Linked DNA regions of Hordeum vulgare: regions 1 and 3 are each linked to region 2. The links are chromatin contacts, called in public Hi-C maps. All regions are on one chromosome and are shown on one strand. Each heading gives the region's core, a stretch centred on a gene start, on an enhancer-like site or on the middle of the called end of the contact. The rest is flanking DNA. Distances are from core to core; before and after follow the strand shown. Region 1 has its middle 8.6 kb from the start of LOC123439610. Region 2 has its middle 360 kb from the start of LOC123439608. Region 3 has its middle 130 kb from the start of LOC123439609.

What was found. A called contact is a pair of places that touch in the nucleus more often than the background predicts.
Region 1: a Hi-C map of leaf shows a contact between it and region 2, with 2.7 times the contacts expected there. The contact joins two enhancer-like sites. A contact is called at or near these places in 2 of 6 Hi-C or Micro-C datasets (leaf and seedling).
Region 3: a contact with region 2 is called in a Hi-C map of leaf, with 8 times the contacts expected there. The contact joins two enhancer-like sites. A contact is called at or near these places in 2 of 6 Hi-C or Micro-C datasets (leaf and seedling).

What each region holds. Positions count from the first base shown.
Region 1 is chr3H:97,809,547-97,812,556 of MorexV3_pseudomolecules_assembly, forward strand. No RefSeq gene overlaps it. Among protein-coding and RNA genes, the nearest start is that of LOC123439610, 8.6 kb to the left of the region's middle. Within about 2 kb of position 1,630, at least 3 of the 3 cell types and tissues checked have open chromatin away from gene starts, as enhancers often do. A contact at or near this core is called in leaf, where this site is marked.
Region 2 is chr3H:96,824,416-96,827,608 of MorexV3_pseudomolecules_assembly, forward strand. No RefSeq gene overlaps it. Among protein-coding and RNA genes, the nearest start is that of LOC123439608, 360 kb to the left of the region's middle. Within about 2 kb of position 1,671, at least 1 of the 3 cell types and tissues checked has open chromatin away from gene starts, as enhancers often do. A contact at or near this core is called in leaf, where this site is marked.
Region 3 is chr3H:97,600,132-97,603,534 of MorexV3_pseudomolecules_assembly, forward strand. No RefSeq gene overlaps it. Among protein-coding and RNA genes, the nearest start is that of LOC123439609, 130 kb to the left of the region's middle. Within about 2 kb of position 1,575, at least 2 of the 3 cell types and tissues checked have open chromatin away from gene starts, as enhancers often do. A contact at or near this core is called in leaf, where this site is marked.

The DNA.
Region 1 (3,010 bases), core at 380-2,879, 990 kb after region 2:
ATGGACCTTGCGCATTCACTCGTTCCCGTTTTTGCTTAAATCTGCAAGCCTGTTCAGAGTTCAAAACTTCGCGGTATCGTTGCAACGCTAAACGAACGGCGACAAAAACAAACCGGCGGCTTGCAGTCGAAGAAAACGCACCAACAGAACCAGGATAACCAGCAATCTTATTACGACCGGCAACAATGCCTTCGACATCATGTACTCCATAGACCTTTGAAAAAAAGCCACATCTCCTTGGACATGTACTCCACGAATGGAGCATATGGAGGTCGACTCACCGGTGACCTCGTATGAGGTACAAGATTCGCTTCTCTCATGTGAGCAACTGGAGGCGTCTATGTCCATCGTATCGGTGATACATGTGGCTAAGGATGTTGAGGTGGTCGGTATGTTGGCGTGTGAATCTTTGAAGCCCAGTCAGCCACTCGCCTCTGTGAACCATGGATGTTTAGACATTGCGATCATCCACTCACGGGTGATTGTGGGGTAGGTTTCTGTGTGTGACAAGGTCGATAAGATTTTCTTTGAGATAGAGTTTCATAGACTGCTCAAACGTGTGAAGACGGCTAGTCATGGATCTGACAAGGTGATTGTGAAGAAGGCTCTCAGAAACAAAAGAAAGAAGGCGTTTACAGCTGCTTGATGTATGATCTTCAGTCTCTTTGATTGTCCTTGACCGACTTGTCTTCATGAATTTGATGGTGCATGTGGTCTTCGCTTGAGTTACTCTTATTGGGAGTGTCTTTGTAATGTAGCGGTGTAGGGTTGGTGATCGTTATGCTTTGAGTATAATTGTTGGACTAATCATGTGTTTATAGGGTTTCATGCTCTATGAGTAATTTGCATGTGGATGGCTTGCGTCAGTTTTCATTTGTTTAATTTTGTACTTAATTAATCTTTGTTCCGTTTCCGAAGAAGAAAAACCTAGGGCTGAAATTAGCAAGCTGTGCCTGCACCGTCTGCACCCTGCGTGCCATGTCCTGTTCCCGTATAGTGGCCCAGGACCCAGGCCAGGAGGATCTGAAACGACTAAGGATGAGCTGCCACTGCTCATGAAAGGTTCGGCTAAGCTATACGAACATGTAGTTTTTATAGTTTATCGTTTGGTCGGACCAAGTGCCAGGTTCATATCATCTGTACGTGGTTCTGTTTCTGTGCCGACCGACCCACCCGGCGGCCAGGCCAGTATTTCTCGTGTTGCTTCACGCACAGTACATGCATGTACCCGCGACCGTTGAGCTTGTAATAATATAATCAGGGGTGCAGTGTGATCTGCAGTTTCCGAGCTACACACCGGCGTCACACTCCACACAGCACAGTGACTACGGGGAAACAAAGAGACAAGAGGAGGTGCTGGCCTGCACCGCGCGCGGCTGCGCTGTCTCTCTTGGATTGAATGAACACCACCACTGATCGAGCTCGTGATTGCCGAGGCCACGCTCCCGTAGGCCCCCATGTCGTCGTCGTCCCCCGCTGTGGTCACGGCTCATCTTCGGCCGCGCCGCGGCGCCGGAGATAGATACTGCTGCCTCCGCGCCACCGCTAGACGGTACTAGTGTACATATTTGCGACTCGTATATCGTTCTTGGGCTTGTGTCTTTTGGATGCTGGACCCCGGACGTGCATACGGTGTGGATTTGGTGGAGGCTGGAGACGGCACTGCACCCGCACTGGCGCAACATTTTACATCTGTAGTATGCAGGATGCAGCGGCGGGAGAGGCGAAAGCGACGGCGAGGGTTTGGGGACCGGGGAGGATGAGGTCCGTGTTGGGTGGCGACGCGGCATCGTCGCGTGCCAGTGCCAGTGCCATGGCCATGGACGTCGCGTCGCGTCGCTCGCGTGGTTGTGTACGTACGTAGGTGCTCATATCATAATGTTAATGCGTGGGCGACGCGACGCTCGCACTGCTTCCTACAGTCCTGCTTCTGCTTGTACTACCGCCACTGCTATGCCCCTATGATCTGATTGCATTTTGATTTGATTTGTCATTAACCGCCGGCTGGTGACACTATACCTGTCTGTCTGTTTTGATGCATCACTAACTTTGTCGTCGGTCCGGTACGGGCAGTACCTCGTGCCCAAACAGATCGAGCTAAAAAATATACTACTGGATAATTAAGCTTCCGTTTGACTATTCGATTGGAAGCTGATCGACCAACGCAAGAACTGATCATCCGTCGTCCTATCGCACGGTGAGACACGGAACCGATCCTCCTCCCGTTTTCAGTCACTCAAGTAGTAAGAGCACACCCGCTATGCTACGCTACGGTGTCGTGAATTCAGTACGTCGTGCTTCCCTTTCAGCACAGGCGAGGCGAGCACGCGCACCGGCCAGTGGCGCCGCGCGCCCATACCGACAATGATGGAGCCCTTAAGTGTGTGCTCGGCTTCATCACAACATAAGGACTGGACGCATTACTCCATAACGACAGGAGGGGCGGCAGCAGCAGCAGCAGCAGCAGCAGTAAAAGTCGATCGATCGTCTCGTTGCGACGCCCCTTTCTAGCGTATATGAAAACGAAGAGCAGGAGAGCGACGGGCTTGGAGACGAGAGGCCACGACGAAAATGTTTTGTTGGACCATGCATGGTTCAGCTCAACCTACGTCCGACACCATTGATTTCTAGACATTGTTTATAAAGACCAGCAAAAGGGTCCATGCGTTGCAACGGAAAAAGAAAACATAATATTCAATGATCATGATCACATTTTGCTACATCACCGAGTTACACTATCATTCTTAAATCAAGAATATTTTTCAAATTCATGAACAATTTTTCAATCTTTTGATATTTTTGAAAATCAAGAACATTTTTGTTATTTGCAAACAACATTTTAATTGTGAATATTTTTTTAACAATTTTCCTCCATACCACCTCTAGCGTTTTCACCTTTGAAAACATCTGCCTATATTGATATCAAGTGATAAAGGTATATAAGTTGCTGGTATTTTGTGGAAAAATTGTGACAACCAGGGATCGAACCTGGGCCTGTTCTATAAGGGAA
Region 2 (3,193 bases), core at 421-2,920:
TATTCAGGATTAAAAAACATAACTTTGGAAAAACGTTCGCAAGTCTCAAAAATGCTCGAGAACTTGATTTTTCACAAATTTAAAATATATTCAAGAATTTAAGTAATGTCCGCGAATGTGAGAAAATGTTCGCGAGTCTACAAAATGTTCATCATTACAAAGATTAAATATTATGTGAATTTGAAAAGTGTCGGCAAATTCAAAAAAATACCATAAAACCAAAAAAAATCATGAATCTACAAAATGTTCAGGAATTTCGAACAAACTTCTTAATTTTGGAAACAAATCGGCAATTTGAGAAATATTATTGAACTCAAAAAAGAGTTCATGAACTACAAAGTAATTCATAAATTTAAATGTTCACAAATCTGAAGGATTTGAATAATGTTCTGTTTCTAAGATTATCAGGATTTTTAAAGTGTTCATGGATATAAAAATATTTACAAATTTATGAAATGTTCTTGAATTTTTAATATTCACAAATTTACAAAAAGAGATAAAAAACCGAAGCAAGTAAAAAACGATAAAAAGAAATAATATAATGAAAAAATAGAAACAGAAAATAAAAGCCGAATGAAAGGAAACCAGCCGAGTAAAAAAGGTATGACGCCGGTCACAAACCTCCCCGAATCTATTAGAAGCTTTTTCAAGGCCCGGACTAACTAGGCCAGCTTGGAATACCGCAAGACTTCGAGAAAACTGAGTGCGCCAACCTCACACTCCCATGTTAGCGGCCTATACGCGAACATTTCGTTTTTTCGTATTTTTCTTTTCTGTTTTCCTTCATTAAAATAATTAGGGATTTCCAAAATTTCCAAATTTCTCAAATTCCTAATTTTTTTTGCTCAAGTAATCTTAAAAGGATCGAGCATTCAGAAATAAATGTTTACGATTTTGACTAATAGTTTTGACAAATCAAAAATGACCGTCCAATAAAAACAATGTTTGTGATTTTGCAAAACTGTCTGCATATTAAAATATTTATGATTTCAAATAAGTTTCTCGTATTTTTTTCAAGCATTTGAACTAATTCAATGGATTCAAATTATGTTAATAAATTTCCAAAAATGCATACGGAAAACAGAAAACTTACAATTCAAAAAGTGTTTGCCGATTATAAAAAGGCTGATGCATTTAAAAACATCGTCAAAATGAAATTTTATTCGTGAATTTTAAGAAATGTACCCAAATTTAAAAAAACAATCATTGATTTAATAAAATGTTCACAAGTTTCAAACAGTGTTCACAATTTCGAAATATTCACCCATTTTTTATAAAACAAACAGGAATTCCTAAAATGATAATGATTTAAAAAGAATGTTTGCGAAGTTTCAAAAAACTGTTCAGTTATTTACAAAATGTTATTTTCTTAGTAAAATGTTCACAAGTGTGAAAGACATTCGCACAAAAAAAGACAAAGAAAATAAAAGCAGAAAAAGGAAAAAAGTAAAAGGAAAATCAAAAGTAAATATAAAAGAAATAAGACTGGAAGAAATAACAAAGGTAAAACAATAAAATGATCTAGGGAACGTTCGAGTATACCTTCCTAAAACCGACGGGCAATAAACCCTAGATGGGTAGTTAAACACTTGTTCGAGGCTGGAGGGGTGCCCGCTAGGTCGCTCGCGCAACCTACGCGCCAAATAGGATCTGCCCACTGTAAGCGATATATAGCAATTATGGTACCATGAGTCGGTTCGTAATCGGTGGCTTTAACTCCAAAGTCTAACATCTATGGGTCATGGCCCACGAAGCTTCAACTCTCTAGTCTCTTTTTCTACGCTCTCCTTGTCACTCACTCTTATTGGGTCAGAAAAATTACCAGCTACCTTTTCTCCATTAATATTGAAAATGTTGGTGAAATCCAAAAAAAGGTTCATGGATTTTGGAAGCTGCTTGCATGTTTGAAAAAAATGTTCATGAAAGTTAAAAAGTTCATGTATTTAATAAGTGTTCACACTTTTGTAATATTCATGATCTTTTCAAAACGCTCACTAATACTTTTTTTGAAAATATGTGCACGAATTTAATATTTCTTCTCACTTTTTAAAAATTTATGAATTAAAAAATGTTCGTGAATTTAAGAAATGTTTATGCATTTAAATAAAACATTATAAAATCACAAAAAGTAATAAAAAAGCTCAACCAAAAACAAAGTAAAACTCGTAAAAACACAAAAAAGAAAAACAAGATAAAGCAAGTTGAAAACTTTTCAAAACTGAAACCGAGTGGAAACTAGATGGGTCGGCTCACTATAGAATGTAGGATGGGGAGGGGCAGGGTTGGTTGTTTCTTCAGATAAGGAAGCATGTCAAACCATAAGCGCCAAATAGGAGATTCCTTGATGTCTAGCCCCTTCTAGGATGTAATCGCACCACCCTTTGCACTGGACGACAAGAATAAACCAAAGGGACAATATATAACTAGGAGACCACCAATACTTACTAAGAAGACAACTCATTCCACTTATTATTAGTTATTTCATAAAAGGATTCAAATTCATTATAAATGGTTAACTGAAAATACAAAGCATCCCAAATGTAATAAAAAATAGAGCATCCAAATGTAATAAAAAAATGCATCAAGGTCTAATGACACCGAACAACGCTAGGAGTACCAAAACGAACCGCTGGTGTGTTAGTGTCGTCACTCTTATACCGGAGCCGACTTCACTTTGTCGATGGCGGTCGAAAAGTCTTCATGCACGTGAGCCTAGAACCATCGCCTTGTATACATCATCGTCGTTGAACCCTTCTATCGATCTGAAGTAACTGGCACCAAACCTCGCTGTCGTGCACACATAAAGAGAAACCATAACCTCAATGCCCCAAAGAGCTTGCATGAATCTATGTTGCCCGGAGTTTCGTCGAATCTGTCCTGGCGGATAAACTTGAGGATGATCAACCCAAAAGACCGACTTAAGACTTACTTGAGGATGAAGCATCCTCGTGCACCTATGTGTCGCCCCTCCAACGAGTAAAACGCTAACCTATCTACTAGACAGAGCTAGGGGACATAATTCCCCTTCCCATCCCCAACCACCGAAGCGGCAAAAAGGTCTGGATCCATAAGCATGTTGACCGAGATTGAGGGAATCCTATTCCACTTTTAGGACTTGTATGGGAGTGCTCCATCCTTTCAAAATCATCTTCATCCCACCAAATTTTGGGGCAAATCACCTAGAACTGCATGT
Region 3 (3,403 bases), core at 325-2,824, 780 kb after region 2:
AACAACTTCAGTGACCTCGCAGCACCGGCTCACATCACGACAGAGCCGTCGCAGCGAGGGGCGGAGCCAGGATTTGGACACGAGGGGGGTGAAAAACCAAAGCTATTTTTTTAAAATTCATTCTGTGCTTCGTATACCATTATACATAACTTATTAGTAGCATTATTGTTCTTTAAGTTGTGTATGAACTCTTCAAAAAAGTAACTTCAAAATTTCTTGTTCCATGATATATATGGTAGGTATGGTTTGCATTCTTGTGCATTTTCCAAGATAACATCATATATTTGCTATAATTAGGCAACAACTTCAACAATTCAAGAAAATTAATAAGCCAAGAACTTCAGCGGTTCAAGAAAATTACCTTGATTTGTAGATTGTGGACATTCAATGGTACCTCTATAGGCACAAGCTTAAAATGTTAACCACCTCTTGAATTCACCAAGAAAAGAAATAATTGTTACATTACTGTTGTGTATTATATAATGTTGTCATTGTCTTATATAATGTTGTCGTTCTCAAAATAAAAAAATCTTGCTTACTTGATAAAATCAATTGTAAGATTAAGCTTTAGTCTGGCTTCTGCAACCATCATTGCAGATGTTTGCACAACTGTTCTTGAAAATATAAAATTATCATGTATGAATATTCTCATGTGTGGTTGATAAACATCCTCTAGAATATAAAATTGTTGTGCTTTTTCTTTCTTGTCAGGAGGGAGTTCTCAAATTTGTTGGCTTTTACGGGACCCCTTTCGTACGTTATGCTTCAATTCTACATTGTTTCGCGACTTCTACTAATGCCACAACATCGTGGCATTAGTAGAAGTCGTGAAACAATATATACTGCACTGTTTTATATATTTATATCTAAAATTTCATTATTATATACTGCACTGTTGTGGCATTAGTAGAAGTCGCGACTTCTACTCATCAGTATTGTTATTTGCAATAGGTTGCTCGTCATATTGAAACTTCATTAATATATACTGCACTGTTTTATACATAATTCCAATTGACCAAATTAAGATTGTATTATTCATAACAAAAATCCTAAGGGCGACATGCATGTAGTGGTACCTTTTTCCTATATCTTATCTTTCAGAGTTTAGTCGTCTTCTGATATGTATGTAACCTGTGTTTGACACCGGAGAGCCGAATGCAAATCAACTGATGATGTCGTCGTATTGAGGGACTGCCAGTGGGCAGCAACGATGGTAAACACACATGCGCGAGCGGCGATCCGACGGCAGCAGCAGTGGAAAAAAGACTCAAGTTAGCCAGACCAACGTACGTGCATACATGAACTATTGAGCTTTGACTTCCTTTAGTTTAGTGTAGTCAGTTGAAATAGTAATTTATGGGTGTAATAATGCAATTAGCTCCAGCCAATTAGCACGCATACAGTAATTGCTACAAATCCTTGAGGGGATCAAGCGATTGGGAGGGGTCAAGCCCCTACTCGCCCCTCCCTGTCTCCGCCCCTGGTCGCAGCAACTCGGCAACCTTAGAGCACCGCCTCATACCACCGCGGAGCCATCATAGCTTACACAGCAAATGTGACGGTCGTGCGCTTCTTGAGATGTGAAACGAGAGAGTGAGAGACGAGAGAGCGATTTGGATAAAGAATGAGTGGAGGATGTGCTTCGGCTGGAGATAGAAAAGGGATAAGCGGTTGTTGGCCCTACTCGACGTGTGTTCCTCGCATGATGCGACTGCTGATTGGGCTGCGTGCATATGTCTGTTTCGTAACACTTTCGGTACTAATTTGCGCTCTTTTCATTTATGTAATTATGATTTTAGTCAAAAATATATTTTTTATTTTCCAATTTTTTCCTTTTCACTTTTCTTCATTAATTTTTACTTTGAAATTTTATGCACATTTTTAAGTTCCTACATGTTCTACAAATTTTATGTATGCTTTGAATTTTCATACACGTATAAAGTTAATTATTTAGAAAATCATAAGTTTCTTGGGAGTTGAATGAAGATTTTCTGTAATTTATTTAAAAAAATATAAGTTCGAGAGCAAATTTCCGGAAAATTTCCAAAATCTATTAATATTTATATGTAAATATTTTCTAAATATACTAAATTGATGTAGTTTACAAAGATTTTGTTGTTGGAATAATACATTTTTCTAGTTTGTTAAAATAATTATTTTCAGTTCATCGCAAAAAAATATATATTTTGAGTTAGTTTTGCGTGTCGCGCGGAGTTGCCCGCATTTTTTCCTTATTAGTAGCGAGCTCGCTCACGTTTAGGCACGCGAGGGAGGCTCAAGCGAGTGCGTTGGCTTTCCTTTTTCTAAGAATCACGTGTAATTTTATTCAAACTCAACAATCATTATATCGACAATCCATTGGATTGTATAAAGAAATTAGAGCAACCCAACGGAAGGATCCATTTCATCCACCTTCATTCGTATAGATGGGCGCGAACAAAAATGATGGTCTAACGGGACGATCCAATTACATTTTTCGTCCGCTTTTTGTCTATGCGGACCAATTTCTAACGCAAACTTAAGTCACATTCGGGTTGCCGACGGATACAAAACGGACGTTTACTGTGCCTGCGTCATCCACATGTATCCGGCCTGACTTACTTGTCATACATAAACCCATTCAGCTTTGTCTACTTAGAGCAACTCTAGCAGACCCGGTAAAACGGCCGGCCCGTAAAAAATCCGGCGACTATACGGGTTTGGGCTGTTTTTCCTGCCAGAGCAGACACTGCAAACGCGGCCTGGCCCGTAAAACTTTTGCGGTGACCGGTAAACGCGACCGCTCGACCTGTATAACTGCGGGTTCGACCGCTGGATGCGGGCCGAAACCCTATCCCTTCGCCGCCGCGGAAAGTCCCCCCACCTCACCGCCGACGCCTCCAATCCATCGCCGCGCGCCTCCATTTCACCGCGTAGCCGCTCCATTCCACCGTCCTTGATGGCCAGCTCCGGTAGCCGTAGGAACGACGACCCCAAAAGGGCTCGTTGCGTCAGATCCGACGCTGCCCGTAAGCGCGTCGCCCGCCGGTACACGCAGTGGGGCCTGACGCCGCCGCCGTCGCTCCTCCGTCGCGAGACAGAGGAGTACGACCGCGCGCGCGGCCGCCTCTTATCTGACAGCTCATTCGAGGCGTCGAGCTCGCGCTCGTCCTCCTCCCTCCCGTCGATGAAGATGGAGCCGGAGGCCGAGGCGGTGCCGGAGCGACGTGCCGGGGCCGTCGTCGGACCGGAGGATTTCCTCCCTCCGACGGAGGCGGATAGCCTTCTGCCCGTGCTGCTGGCGCGGAGTGCACGAGAGGCGGAAGAGGACCAGCAGCGCCGCCGGAGGGAGGAGGAGATCGACACCGTGCTCTATGAGCAGGGTGTCGCGTCGGCCATCGCCTTCGGTCACAAGGTGGAGGAG